2 separate regions of the Gossypium arboreum genome follow, and region 1 is linked to region 2. A link is a contact called in public Hi-C data. All regions are on one chromosome and are shown on one strand. Each heading gives the region's core, a stretch centred on a gene start, on an enhancer-like site or on the middle of the called end of the contact. The rest is flanking DNA. Distances are from core to core; before and after follow the strand shown.

Region 1 (7,240 bases), core at 4,491-6,990, 670 kb after region 2:
TATGTTGTGTTGGGATATATATTTAGTCTCGTTAAATGCGTAATGGATAATTATTGGCACATATCATGAGACTATATGAATATGAAGATGTCAAGCCTATATAGACTTCTTATTGCTTTGAAAGCGTGTTCACGTTAGGACAATATTCATCTTTAAGCTCAAGTGGATGCTCCCTTTGAAGTAAGACGGGCTCAAAAAGTCAATACGAGGTCAATGATATCTCTTGGCTAACACATGTCTGCTCAGCAGAGGGATATAAAACACATAAAGAATATGCAGAATTTTGCCATCAAAAATCAAAGTTGAGTGAAACAATTCTTTTTTAAATTGTGGTGTTTAGGTCTGGTATTTGAATCTCAAAACGCTACCTCCTTTATAAAATTGATCCAAAGAGGCATGCCATAAAATAAAATGTGACAGGACCTGATGGATTTTGAGGTTGTAAGCAGCGGTTCTTATGGAAGCTTTGTGCACTTGTTTTGGGATAATGGAATAAAATATAATGTATAAGCTCATCAATGGTTAAATTATGTCATGCATACTGGAGTGTGAAATTGTTGCAAATGAAATGGAAGTTGGAGATGAACTCAACGAAATTGGAAGCTCCCGACATATAGTGGAAGGGTGAAGTGGAGAGAGAAGAAGGGCTTAAATTGTAGGAGAGTCGATGGAAAGATCCAGTTGAACAAATTGAAAATAAGATTGAAGAATTGCACGATGGAGTTAAAATTTCAAGAAAAACAGGGGTGAGACTGATTAAATTCAAGCTAAATGAAACCTCAAATGAAAGATTAATAACCCAAGGTTCAAGAAGTTTGAATCGAATTGAAGTATATCAAAATTTTATATAATTTTCTTTTATTATCAAATTAATCATTTCATTCCATTACGCTCAACAAGGAACTTTTCATCCAAATTTTAAGTATGGAATAATTTTTCAATTCTAAATTAAATAAATATTGTTCACAACAATTTAATGGTAATAATAAGTATAACTATTCTTTTCAATTCAAAGTATTTTCAACATTTATTTTCATATATATCTTATAACATTAATTTATTTATTTTATAATAATTCATTATTAGATTTTGTTTCAAAATTTATTTGTTTAACTTTGCTAATAATTTTACTTTACATTAATAAATTGAATTCTTTTTTTTAGAATCATCAAGCTAAAATAACAAATGATATGAGCTTAAAAGTCAAACTCAAATTATAAAACCCAAAATGATAACTTTAAAGTGAAATAAACTTAGTTTGACCCGACCTGAAAGCCGGTTTCATTGAGAAGATATGATTTTTCTTTTTTTTGTTCAAAACTATCAAAGATAAGATTTTGAGGTTTCCTAGTTTAGGTTTCCATATCATTCTCACGATATTGGTTCCTAGTTTAAATTTGACTAGACTTTTAGATAATTAGAAAATATATTAGTCTATACTAATCATTCTTATTTCACAAATGCGAGCAATGAGGAATAAAAGAGGCAACCCACATGCAAACTAAATCCAAAATCAAAGGTTCCTTTTCCTGATGAGGTGTAACTAAAATATCCGAGTGAAGACGTACTGAAATTTTGCACGACACCAAAAAATAAGGGTTCACAGTTTGAATCCCCTTAACTCATGCTGCATGGGATGATAGTTTATAACAAAGCATTTCTCTCATAGCCGACTGATGACTGCTTCCACCTCTGAAGGGGTGTACAGATGGTATGTCGGTGCTACTTTGGCAATATCAACATTGTTGGGAGTCACCTATAACATTACATTGTTCCATAACCGAGACTTTGTTAGTAAAAATAAACATATACATACAGTTCAGTTCAATCTCAAAATTTCAAAGATCTGATGTAAAACTTCACCTTTTCTTCCATTACTTGCTTTAAAATGGACAGAGCAATTGTTTCAGCTTCTTGAAGAGTTAGGTCCTACATGGGAAGAAAAAATATCCATTTTTAATGTTAATCAGCACGAAGTAACTCATGCATATTCGAAATAGTCAAAACAATGGAACTTATTATTGTGACATGGCATGTTAATTTTAGTTATTTAGACATTGCTGACATCATAAAACTTAATAAGTTGACTTCTAAATCAATCAAGTTACAAGTTAAACACTCCCAAGGACAAAAAAACAACACAGAAACACAAGTGGAGATACCTTGTTGTATTGCTCTTGCAAAGAGCTATCTGCACCTTCAGAACCAGAGCCTATAGCTTTTGCATTGCATTGCCAAAATGTGCCAGATGGATCAGTATAGTATCTATAAAAGAGAAGATGGAAGTAACTGAGAATGGACTTAATTCAAAGTTAGTTCAGTGAATGCAGTCTCTCATGTGCAATAATGCAAACTTGGATTAATTGGTTGGGGCATGGAATCCATATCATGTGCATGATGCGTTGTTACGGTTCTAACTTCTTAAAATTTGACAATCTAAAAACTAACAAGGAGTAATAAGCATGTACCTTTATATCTGTAATAAAATATTAGTTGCAAATGAATATATTTGGAAACCAGCTTACCAGACCACAGGACTGTTTCTAATTAAAGTGCCAGTAATTGTTAATAGATAACATTCTTCATGGCAGTTCTATGTCTAAGAGTATTAACCAACTACAATAGAGATAATATTATCCTAAAAGTGCAAGTGATACAAATTCATTAGTCTTTCACATTTGTTTAACAGGAATTTTTGTTCCAAGAGAAAGCCAATGCAATAAAAATCATTTGATACTTACAAGCTAGGCCCGTTCTCATCATGACCAGCAATGAGAAGTGATACACCAAACGGTCGGGACTGCACAGGAAAGCATGACTATATGTGAGAATAAACATATCAAAAGTAGTGCCATGGATAGAATTCTATATCAAATGGCAAAAGAAACTTACAACCTGTTTGGTTTGACAGAATAACCATTCCATAACGAGTCTATATGATGCACTACAATGACACAGCCATTTGGTTCACAGAATGGCTTATTCAAGCCTCATTTCCCAGTCTCAGAATAGCCATTTGGCACACCCCCCCCCCCCCCCTTTTTCTTTTTAAATGGCTATTCCCAGAAGTCTTGGAATAGTTTCTTGCTCCCATTTTACCCCAACCAAAAGAAAAATGCAACCCAAAAATTTCATTCACACATCCCTAGAAGGGAAACCAACACAAAAATGACCAAAAACAAGAAGTGAGGAAACTACTTGAGCTGGATGAGAGGAAACTCTCATGTCCGATGGGGGTATCCCACAGGGCCCTATCCTAATTTTTCTTTTTCGCTACAGACAAAGAAAAAGGTTGAAAGGAAACCAACAAATATTTCAGTATATCTATGCTTTTAATTTGATTTTTACAAATATATATAATTAGAAAATGGGAAGATAGCGAGCAATGACAGCCGGCAGAGTGCAACAATGACCCTGACCGAATACTGGGCTTTTGGCTAGGGTCTGGGCTTTTCCTAAACAATGAGAGATACTAGAGAGAGTGTAGAGCAGATAGGGAAACGGAAGGAGAGAAAACAAATATCTATAGGGAGAGAAAACATACTTTTTTTTATTTTAAAACATATTTTATTTTTAATATATTACTAAATATAAAATATTGAATTACTATATTTATATTTTAAATGTGATACATCAATATTTTATCTAAAAGCATATTAACATATAAAGCATGTTTTATATTTAATATAAAAAAAATTATTTTATGAAATTATTTTAGTGAAATAATTTAATTTTTTAAAATAAAACATTCTTATTTATATTAAGGACAAAAATCTTCTTTCTTTAAGCTATTTTTTGCTTATTCCATAACATCATTTTGTCCAACCAAATTAAGTAATAGTATTCCTCATTCCATTTAATCAACCAAACCAAGTAATACATATTCCGACTCTATTCTATTACCACAACATAGCAACTTCATTCCCCCCTCTATTCTATTCTGATGAACCAAACACTATGTTAATGCACAACTACACAATCATACTTGGTATGCACCCCCTTTATTGCTTATCAAGATGAGTAAAAAGCATCACCAATAAAGAAATTAAAGTAGCTAAAATTAGACAGAAAAGATATTAAGGTGTACCATCGATTCTTCATCTCCTTCACCAAATCGAAGGGCCAGATCACAAAGAGCTTGTGTTGTGGATTCTACTGTCATTGGCTCACCATATGAGAATCTGTGGTTCTGTGTGAATATAACAGATATCAACATAAAAGTCACATAACTTCATATCAAAGTGTAATGGCACTAGTAAGTACTGTACCTGAGTCTCAACTCGTGCATGTTCAACAAGTGTACGGGCATCAGCAATCAACCCACTCATAGCACATCCTATATGCTCATCAATTTCCATAATCTTCTCAACGCTGCTAGGTTCCTGAAAGAGGATCCATTACCTATTAGGCCTGAAAGAAATGGCAACCATCTACATTCCGTAGAATCTAATATATGTGACACATTCCATGAGCTAGATTTGTGGTAGGTTTTTACAAGGGTGCAGCTTCAAGTGCACAAGCTTTTATTCAAAGTAAACAAGTGACAGGAAAAGGAACTCTAGGGGGCATGGTAGTATACTGAGAAAAAAAAGGAGGCGGAAGCTAGTTGAATATAATACCGAACACGGCTTAGACATTAAATCACATGGAGCTGTTAGCACAATATGGGGGCCAACAATAGAGTGGGAATGCAGGAGGAATAAGCAACTGACAACTCTGATGGCACACGCTGATCTTCAATTCTAGAGTCATGAAAATCAACCAACACTCACTTGTATGCAACTGAAGAGTGAAGACTTATTTGTTAGAAGAGACTCCTCAAGACCCTAGAAGTTCACATCTTAAAAAAAGAAAAGAAAAGAAAAGGAATCCTCTAATACCACAGTTAAGCAAACAAGACAATTAAAGCAAAGCAGAAAGCCTTTTTAGTTTTTCCTCGATTGCAAACAAGTAAATCTAACTATACAAGTGACTATAATAACATTAAATGAAATAAGAGTGCAGTGCATACCAAAAGTGGTGAAGTAATACGCTTCTCAACAGCCAGAACGACACCTTTTTTTGTCTTCAACCCAATTGCAGTTGAACCCAGCTGCAGTTCAATCCCCCCCCCAAAAAAAAAAAAGAAGCCATTTACATTGAAATACACCCAAAAGGACTAAATATGCTAATCTGAGAAAAAAAATATTTTCCTAGAGAAAACTCTTAAGTTTGATGGTTTTCAAAGGAAACAAACAGAAAAAGGTTCTACCTTGATGGCCTCAATAGCATATTCCACCTGGAACAATCTCCCTTCCGGAGAAAATGTGTTCACTCCACGGTCATACTCAGTCCTACAAGGCCAACAACCAAACATTTAAAAGGAAAAAAAAATAATTAAAGTTTAGCAGTAATAAATATGCTATGATTTGGTACCTGGTGAGAAACATGTTTGGATCGACTTGATCTTATTAGATCTACCAAAACCTAAAAAAAATAAAAAAAAAAAGAGAGAGAGAGGAAAAAATAGTTTATTTCTGGAAAGTAACTTAACTCGAAAAATATAACTGAGAGATGGTTTACTTGTGACAAAGGGTGAGATTCAGCAACGAGAAAGCTTAGCGATGCTGGTATTTTTCGTAGAAAAAAATACCTTCGGTTCTGGTATCTGTTTGCTCTTGCAAAGCAAAACAAGGCAGGCTGTTAAAACGCCGCCGCATCACGCCGTACCATAATGAACATCGACGCTTTCCTGGGCTGGGCTTCTCAAATTACTATTAAAAAGTATTTTGAGAAATAAAAAATCATTTTAAATATTATATTATAAAGTAAAAATATATATTTATATGAAGTTAAAATTTATTAATATTATAATATTTAAATGATGTTGAATAAAACCATAAAATTTAGAGAAAATATTCTATCTTAGTAGCGAATTGGTAAATTTTAAAATTAACAATTTATAATGATTTGAAAAATCCTTAGTTGAGGTATATTAAGCGAGTAGAGGTAAGTATTTTTGGCCGAACTATTATAAGTCGATTGTACAAATTTTTTTTTTACCTTTTCTACTTTATTTTAAAAATTTGTAAGACACTTAAAGTTTTTAATATCTCAATTCCCTTTTTTGGTATTTTTGAGCCTAACAAATGATGATGTGATGAAATTATGAATTTGTTATGATGCTATGCATTGTTGCACATTTAAATTGGTTACTTTAATGCATGTTTATGCTTAACAATCATGTGCATAATTAGAATCAGGGAAAATGAGAGATTTATCCTAATTGACCATATCTATTCAACTCATGAAGCATAAGGAGTTAAGAAACTCAATGTACAGGCTTACAAGCAAGAGCTACAATTGTATCACCCCTAACTCGACTTGTCTGCCGGGTCTAGGTAAGGAGCATCACAAATGGATTGGATTCACCTATTCTTAATTTTTGTTGACTTAACTACTATAAAACAAACTAATAATAAAACTAATAATAATTCTTACAACAAGACCTTAAGCCATTGAATGTTTAGTCCCTCAAATTTCTGTTTCTAACCAAACTATTTGTTTATATCGAAACTCTTACAACTCTTATCAGAGGCTAACTATCCTATTACCCAGATACTATAGATGTTATCTGGCTACTACATAACTAATCCTGAGGCGAAGCCTCCAATGGTACCCCTTTCTTATGTGCATGACCTCGAATCAACAACGATCATCGATCTCTACTTTATCTAGCTTAATCTCTCCTCAAAGTCCTCAATCATCCTCACAAGTCCTACCAATATCAGCCACACTACTGTAAGTTCAAATGAACTTAGTGAGTTTCTTCCCTACTCGCTCAAGGAGATTGTTCTTTATCAAGGTGGCGAACTCCACTTGATCCTCCAAGCTACTCAACTCACTATAAGACCTTCATCTAGTCAGGCTCTCCACTTGATTGTATCCTAGATACTTTCCATATTAGCAAAACTTATCCTTACTTCTCATCTTTCCTCCCTTACACTTCCCCACCACATAAGATGTTCATTAGCCTTAAACTGAATTGGTTGTATGTCGACTTCCTATTTTGAACCTTTATGGTAGCTTTTTCATCTTCTCGTCCAAAGATTCTTAGAACATACCTTCCTTGGTGGACTTGGTCAGACCAATCCTTGGAGGACTCCCTCTTTCCATACTATAGTCCTAAATGGCTCGTTGGCATTTCCGTATTGTGCTGACTTACAACAGGCCTTGCCACTTGGGTGAACCCATTCTCATT
Region 2 (7,540 bases), core at 3,241-5,740:
ATTTTTTATAATATAAACATGAAAAATAAAATAAAGAAATTCTACAATAGTATAGATTCAATCGAAGGTACCAGATTAAATATTAGAAAAACTATTGAAATGAAGAACTTTTTTGTATTTATAAGAGTTCAAATCAGATTCAATTCACTTAATGATAAAATCAATGTTTTGTCATTTTCAGTTTTACAAAACAGTTTTAGTTAAAAATAATTTTTATCCTTTTCTAATTTTCTCATATTTTTATTTTTATTTTCCAAAACCATTTTAAAATTTTCAATCAAAAACGTTCTCTTCATTGTTCTCCATTTCCAAGAAAACAAAAATGAAAATGGTTTCCAAGTTCTAAAACCAAATGGAGCCTAATTTTCTTTTCATTCATTACTTGATATAGTTGAAATCGAGGAAAGAAATTAAAACTTCTGAAAAATGCACAACTTAAAACAAACTTATGCCTGTCTTATTTTCTCTCACCCTATCATTCCAATTTAGTCTATCTTACCTTCTTTCCTCTAACTTTTCTTTCCTTTTCCACTAAACATACTCAATTTAGGAATGAAAAAAATTTAAAGGTAAATTCAACTTGAAAAGCTATTAAGAACTAAACAACAGGATCTAGCAAAAATCGTTTAATGGTGAGGCAAGAACAGGGTTCATTAATTCAGCTACCTGTGTACCATTAGAAACTGGGCGTAAAATTGCCCCAGCCCCAGCAACTTTTGCTTTAGCACTGGCTATAGATGGAAGGCGAGAACCCAATGCTGAAGCCGATCGATAAACGGTACTCAGAATTCTTGTATGCTCAATTTGATTCCTCAGATCATTCAACCAAGCAGAGGCCGTCACCTGAAATAGAAAAAAAGAAAAATAGTTCATGATAATATCACATAGCCTTTAAGCAAATGAACAAGATACCGTCCAGAACAACATTTCAATGAAACCCTATTTGTGCCAGCTCCTAAAATCTATCAGCTACAGAAAGCCACAAATCACAAAGAGGACCATTCAACCACAACAGGATAGGAGAGGAAGAACCAGAGAGAGGCAGACAACTGAAGGTGAGGCCAGTAAGAGTTCACAAGCCAGCACTTATTTGCTATTAAGGGGTTTAAACTCATCCTAGTGCAAATTACTGTTCTTCTTTGAAAAGAAAGGCAATAAAAGCTTAAGGAGCACAACCATATCAAATGGAACATGTAAGATACTTATGCTTACAGTAGAAATATCTCAGCATCCCTTTCTTTCACAAGGAATAAATATAATTTCTAAACAACTGATATCATTTACCTCAGCACGCAAATCATCTACAGAAGCAGCTGAGAATGTAGGCACTAAGTCTGCTCCATTTATAACAGAAGTAATAAAATCAGTCCCCGAGTCTGCTAACTCCCATGTCATACAAGCAGCTGCATGCAGCACATATATGGTCAGTTCCATTACTATGTTCAAAGAAGAAGGTATCACATTAAACAAACATCCTAAGGGGATATGTCATACCATATTACAGCAGAGATGTTCTATACAGGAGCATGTGAAGAGGCATCTATTCTTGAAGGCTAACACTAGATGAGAGAGAGAGAGAAAGAACAAACCTGGAGCAAATGTGACACAGGTAGTTGTTGATAACTCCTTTTGCTCCCGCAGCACATAAGTTAGAAGTGCACCAGTGCCTCCCCCCAATGAATGCCCTACAATCTATTAAATCAAATTCAATAAATCTATTGATTTCAGCAAATTTTGATAAAGTAGACAGGTTTAATTTTTAAAAGGTTTAAAAGATCAAAAAACAATTTGATATTTTCACAATTAGCATTATCTAATTAGCAGCATTCTTGTTAAGCAAATATATAGACAGAAAATAGTTGCAGGAAAATTTATGGACATAAATTGCAAATTATGCCTTTACCTTAACCTTATAAGTTGGATGTTGACCAAGTGCTTTAATAAGACAAGGAGTGGCAAGCTTTGCTATCCACCGAGCAGCTGCTACCATTCCGCAATGTGCATAACCTAAAACTAAATCACTCACTCCTCCCTCTTGCACAACAGAGTGATGGAATGGAACTATAGCTCCAGTTGCAGCTGTCAGAGTATCCTTGATACTGTGTGTTCCACGAATTAATAGAAGAAAACATTCTGTTTTGTGGTCTACCAATATTGTAAATGCAGGCTTCAAAATCTGCAAGATTTCAATAAATATGATAATACTAATCATAAATTCAAAAGCACATTGACAGTACAATTGAATTGTAATACCTTTGAAAATTAACTACAATATTAAATATATATATCACATACTAATCCAGAAAGTTGGGGGGCGACACAACTTACTCCTGCTTTGGGTTCTTGGAGAAGAACATCTTCCTCTGCATAACCAGTCTCCTCCAAAAATAAAGGAAATGGTTTTTTTGAAAAATGCCAGCACAATGTCAACAAGTTTAACAGATATTTAAGTTCAGCATTTATATCTGGTCCTTTGAGCTCAATGCTATCTTTACCACCAAATACACTTGCAACATGTAAATGTCCCTGAAAAAAAAAATAACCATATTGTTTGTAGTGCCAATAATAGATACATCAAATTGACAACGAACTATTAAGAGTTTCTATAAACACTACTTCATAAAAACACGAAAGCCTGATCTGGTGATTTGTTTACAGAATACAAGAAATTCCAGGAGGATATAGGATATCATATCAAGTTCTATAATTATCTCAGTACAATAAAACTAGAGCATCGTATGGAGAAAATATGTTTCTGCCCAAGAACAAACAAATACATGTACTGTAAAATGGCTTTAAAAACATCAAATGAATTTGTCTTTGATGCTCATACTGAGATGCATTAGGTTTACAATGAAATGCAGTGTTAAGACATCATACAACTATACCTGTTGCACAGAGGCATGATAGGTCTTGACTCCTAACTGTGAGAACCATGCATGGATTAAGTACAAAACAGATAATGACATAAAAACAAACCAAAATCCATTGCACTGGATTCATCCTTTAGATTAAAAACCTTACTTATAAATCTCAACACAAAATTCGAAATGTAAGTTAGGTTCATGATGGTAGTGGCATAACAAAAGGATTCAGAATTCTGAACTCATGATTCTGATATGAACACTGTAATTAACAAGAAAGTCGAATGATAGTAGATTTAAACTAACTGGAGCAGAATCATGAAATTTGGCAGAAAAACTAGCATTAGTCCAACACCCATCATCTCTCGTATGTAAATGAAACTGCCAACTTCTTTAAAAACAACTTCCCCCACCCCTCCCAAACACTCGTATTCTAGTTACTAGCCAATCTGTTTTACAGTCCTCAAAACAGAGTAAATGAAACCAATAAAATAATCATGGCATCAAACATTACAGCAGCAATAAAAATCAAAGGATGCATACGGTACCTGCCTCTTCAATAAGAAGTTGATCCCAAATGCCAAATCTCCAATGGGCCACTTCCCTAGAGTCTCAGAGTATGTAAACCTAAGAGTTTCAGACAAAGTAGAAATCGTCTCTACCCACGTTGCAGGAGCTTGAATTAACCTATGCGAAACGCGATCAAGCCCTGAAGAAGGATTATTGGACAAATCACTTCCATTTTCATTGTCATCGTTACCAGACCTATCTGTCTGCAATTTACGATTCAATGTATAGTACAGAAGAGCAGCTGCACCAGCTGCGGTAGCCATAGTTGCAGTTGCCATGAGTTTATCCCTAAAATATTAAATAAAAGCACAATTATAATTACCTCAGAAAGCTTGTAATATCACATTCAAACATAGACGAGAAATATAGTCAATGCTTTCTAAAAACAATATTGGAGAAAGGAGAGAGCATTGTAACCTTGTATTTGGCTGCTGGGAAAACTAAAGAGAAAGAAAGAAATCGAAATTCAGATCCTATTTCTAATAGCTAACATGCTTCATCGCAATACAGAGCTATAAACTTTGAGATATATCATCTACGGATTAAACGAAAAAAAAAAAAAACCCATACACACACAAACACACGGAATGTGAAAAAAGAATAAAACATGACAACCTAAACATGAGGAAAATCTGGGGGGAAAAAACCCTAATAACACGGCAAATCGGAATATTTAAAATTAACGAACCTGAGGAGCTCGATATTCACTGAAATTCTCCGATTAATTACGAAAACTACCTTCGTGTGTAAAGAAACCGATTGATTACTCAACGCATATTCTTTTATTTTATGTTTATTATTATTAGAGAGGGAGTGAGTGGGGGAGGCATGGGTTAATTAGTGGAAAATTTTTGTAATGCCGGTTTGTAGTACACGTGTCCGAATCTAATTGCAGGGAAGCTAGGAAATAGGTGTTTTAAGAATTTAAACCGACCTTAGCTTAGCTATTAGGATTGTACTTTTCCGGTCTTGGTGTCTTCTACTGTAAGGATGGGAGGGGTGGCTTCAAAGTACAAGTCCGGATGCAGAATTTATTCAAGTGTAACCCGTCTCTATTGTGGTTTGAATTATATTTTTGGTTTAAATATCCCAAATTATTTTTTATTTAAAAATCTTAGTCCTCCATTTAATTTTACTATTAAAGTTAACAATGTCAAAAATAAAATAATTCTTAAAAATAAAAAATTATTAAAAAAGATAAAACTCATTAAAATTATAAAAAATTATAAAAAATTATAAAATTCAATGTTATATAAATCGGACCGGATAGGGAATCGATTAGGGTATCAATTCGGCGAGACGTAAAAATTAGTTGACTAACGAACTGGTACAAACTAATTGAAATAAGCTTAAAATTGGTTGAATCGATAGTTGAATCGATTTTGAATTGGCCTAACCAATTGGTTCCTAGAATAACCAATATAAGCTGGTTCAAAGCAAATAAATTATTAAAACTTATAATAAAAATTATAAAATTGGTTTAATTGCTAGTTCAACTGATTTTTAATTTAGTTCAACCAGTCTCTTCTAATTCACAGGTCTACAAATTTTTAAAATTTTAAACTTTTTTAGCCCTCAATATTTATAGTTTTTATCAATTTGGTCCATACGCTTCAAAAGTACATTATTTTTTTATAAAATTTTAAAAATATATTTTTCTTATTTAAAAAATAAATATTTAAAAAATATAATTTTAGTAAAAATAAAACTCTTTAAAATAAAAATAAAAAATAAAAAGATATTTTTAAAAATATTTTTAAATATAAAACTTTCAAAATTCAATGTTATCTAAATCGAATCGGATTGATTGGATCAAGAACTAGTTGGGTATTGGTCTGATGAGAGATAAAAATCTAGTTAACCTAGAATCGGTACGGACTACTTGAATCGAGCTAAAAAAACCAGTTGAACTGGCGATTGAATTAATTTTATAATTTCTTTAATTTTTTTATTTTTAGTAATTTATTTTCTTTAATCCGGATGGATAGATTGTTTTGGAAATCAATTGGCCACACTAGTGTTGGGGATCAACCCAATTAAGCAACGAACAAGTAAAAATAGCGGAAAAATTTGAGAAATTGAATACAAAAATTTAACGTGAAAAAACCCCCCCAAAGAGGATAAAAAAACCACGGGCAAAGATATTTTTACTGTAATGGAAAAAGAACGAAGAGTATAAAAGATGAAAATAAAAACTAAACCTCAAAACCTGAAAACAAAGAACCTTCAGAACCTAAACACAAAATTCTCCAAAAGTGTTATGAGTTCAATATTTAATAGGTGTATTTTCTAAAGTTGTAAAAGAGCCTATTTATAGGCTAAATTCGTAGGTCAAATACTAATAAAATAATCTAGACTAATCAGAATTTAACTGAAACAAAAAAACAAAGTTTAATTGGAAGATTATCTCTCAAATTTGATTGAAATATGAGGCATACTCAACAAATCTCCAGCTTAACTCGTATTTCCACAATGCCATCTTTGCCAAAGCCTGCCACGGGCCTATCTTGAACTATGCAGGGAATTAACTAAGTCGAATCTATGCTTAGAAGTTAGAAGACTTCTAGTGTAACAGCCCGATTTTGGGCCTAGTCGGAACAGTGGTTTCAAGACCACAAATCTGACGTAGTAAAACTTTTTTTATCACATTTTTATGGTTTAAAATTTTCTGGAATGATTTCATGAAAATTTCGTTCAAAAATTTTGACGTTTGAGCATTCAATTTAGCAAAAAAGGACTAAATTGTAAAAAATGAAAAAGTTGAGTTCTACGTACTAGAGGTGTCAAATTTCTTTGAAATTTTACATGGAAGGTCCTTAGATTGTAATTAGACCATTTTACTTTAAGTTGGACAAAAATAAACATGAGGTAAGAGAATTTTAGTGTTTTAAGAAAAGGGCATTGTGGTCATTTAGTAACTAAATGAATTAAAAAGAAAAAATCAAGCCAAAATATAGTCCATCTTCTTCATGCTTGTGTCAAAATTTAGAAGGGAAGCTATAGCTAGGGTTTGGCCACTTTCAAGCTCGATTGTAAGTCCGTTCTTGCCCCGTTTTTAATGTTCTTTACATTTTTGAAGTCATTATCACTCGATCTATCTATTTCTACCATTAATTTGAGAAATGATTAAGGTCTAGGGTTTGAACCATGTTAGATATGTGTGTATTTTGATGCCTAATGGTAGAAAATGTGTGTTTGGTGTGTCATAAACAACTTTTGCTAGGTGATTTTTGATGAAAATGTCAAAAGGACCAATTTGTAAAAAGGTTATAAAATGTGTGTAAAAGTGCGATTAAATGAAAATTGTGAGCTTTTATAAGCATGAAAGAGGTTTGACTAGGCTTGAGAATCTAAGAAATTGAATTTATTTCATTTTACGAGCCTAGGGACCAAAGTATAAAAATGTCAAAGTTTAGAGGCAAAATGTAATTTTGCCATAACGTAATTTTTGGGCTGAATTAAATAATGTGAATAATAAATGAGTTAAATTTGCTATTATAAATCAAGAGAAACGAGGTTCGGACCTAAATCGGGGGAAAAACAAAGTGTTTGACGAGTAGGTCCTATTTCTACTATTTTGTACCGAGGTAAGTTCTTATGTAAATAATGCATTGCTTTAATTATGTTTTAAATGCTTTATTATTTTATGAATTATGATTAACCATTGAACGTGTTCGAAAAATTTTAGACAAGAGTGAAATCTCTATTGAACTTTAGGAATAGATAGGATACAAATGTCATGACATTAGGGTAACTAAGGCTACGTGTAAGACCATATTTGGGATATGGCATCAGTATGAGACTTCGTGTAAGACCATATCTAGGATATGGCATTGATATGAGACTTCATGTAAGACCATAGCTGGGCTATTGGCATCGATACGAATTCTATGTAAAACCATATCTGGAATATGGCATTGGTATGGCACCATGTGTGCAGAACTCCCGAGTATCCTTTAATATTCCAAGTGGTTCAACAGGTAATTAAATGAGTATGTCAAAGATGAATTTTGTGTAAATCCAATTCGAGATGACTCAGGTATGTATGTAAAACTCATACAAAATGAGCTCGTTATGTGATGAACCCTCGGTAAGGTTATGATTGA

What was found. Hi-C and Micro-C count contacts between places; a contact is called where the count stands out from the background.
Region 1: a Hi-C map of leaf shows a contact between it and region 2, with 5 times the contacts expected there. The contact joins the promoter of LOC108470833 here to the promoter of LOC108470556 in region 2. A contact is called at or near these places in 2 of 5 Hi-C or Micro-C datasets (both in leaf).

What each region holds. Positions count from the first base shown.
Region 1 is chr6:17,205,117-17,212,356 of ASM2569848v2, forward strand. It overlaps LOC108470833 (proteasome subunit alpha type-5), which reads right to left and starts at 5,741. Exons shown (of 10, transcript XM_017772321.2): 1 at 5,563-5,741; 2 at 5,416-5,466; 3 at 5,252-5,333; 4 at 5,012-5,092; 5 at 4,269-4,382; 6 at 4,088-4,189; 7 at 2,742-2,800; 8 at 2,163-2,265; 9 at 1,864-1,929; 10 at 1,408-1,756. The coding sequence starts at 5,429. The coding sequence ends at 1,664.
Region 2 is chr6:16,536,840-16,544,379 of ASM2569848v2, forward strand. It overlaps LOC108470556, which reads right to left and starts at 4,491. Exons shown (of 8, transcript XM_053030190.1): 1 at 4,369-4,491; 2 at 3,413-3,722; 3 at 2,329-2,526; 4 at 1,904-2,176; 5 at 1,590-1,692; 6 at 1,285-1,403; 7 at 667-843. The coding sequence starts at 3,712.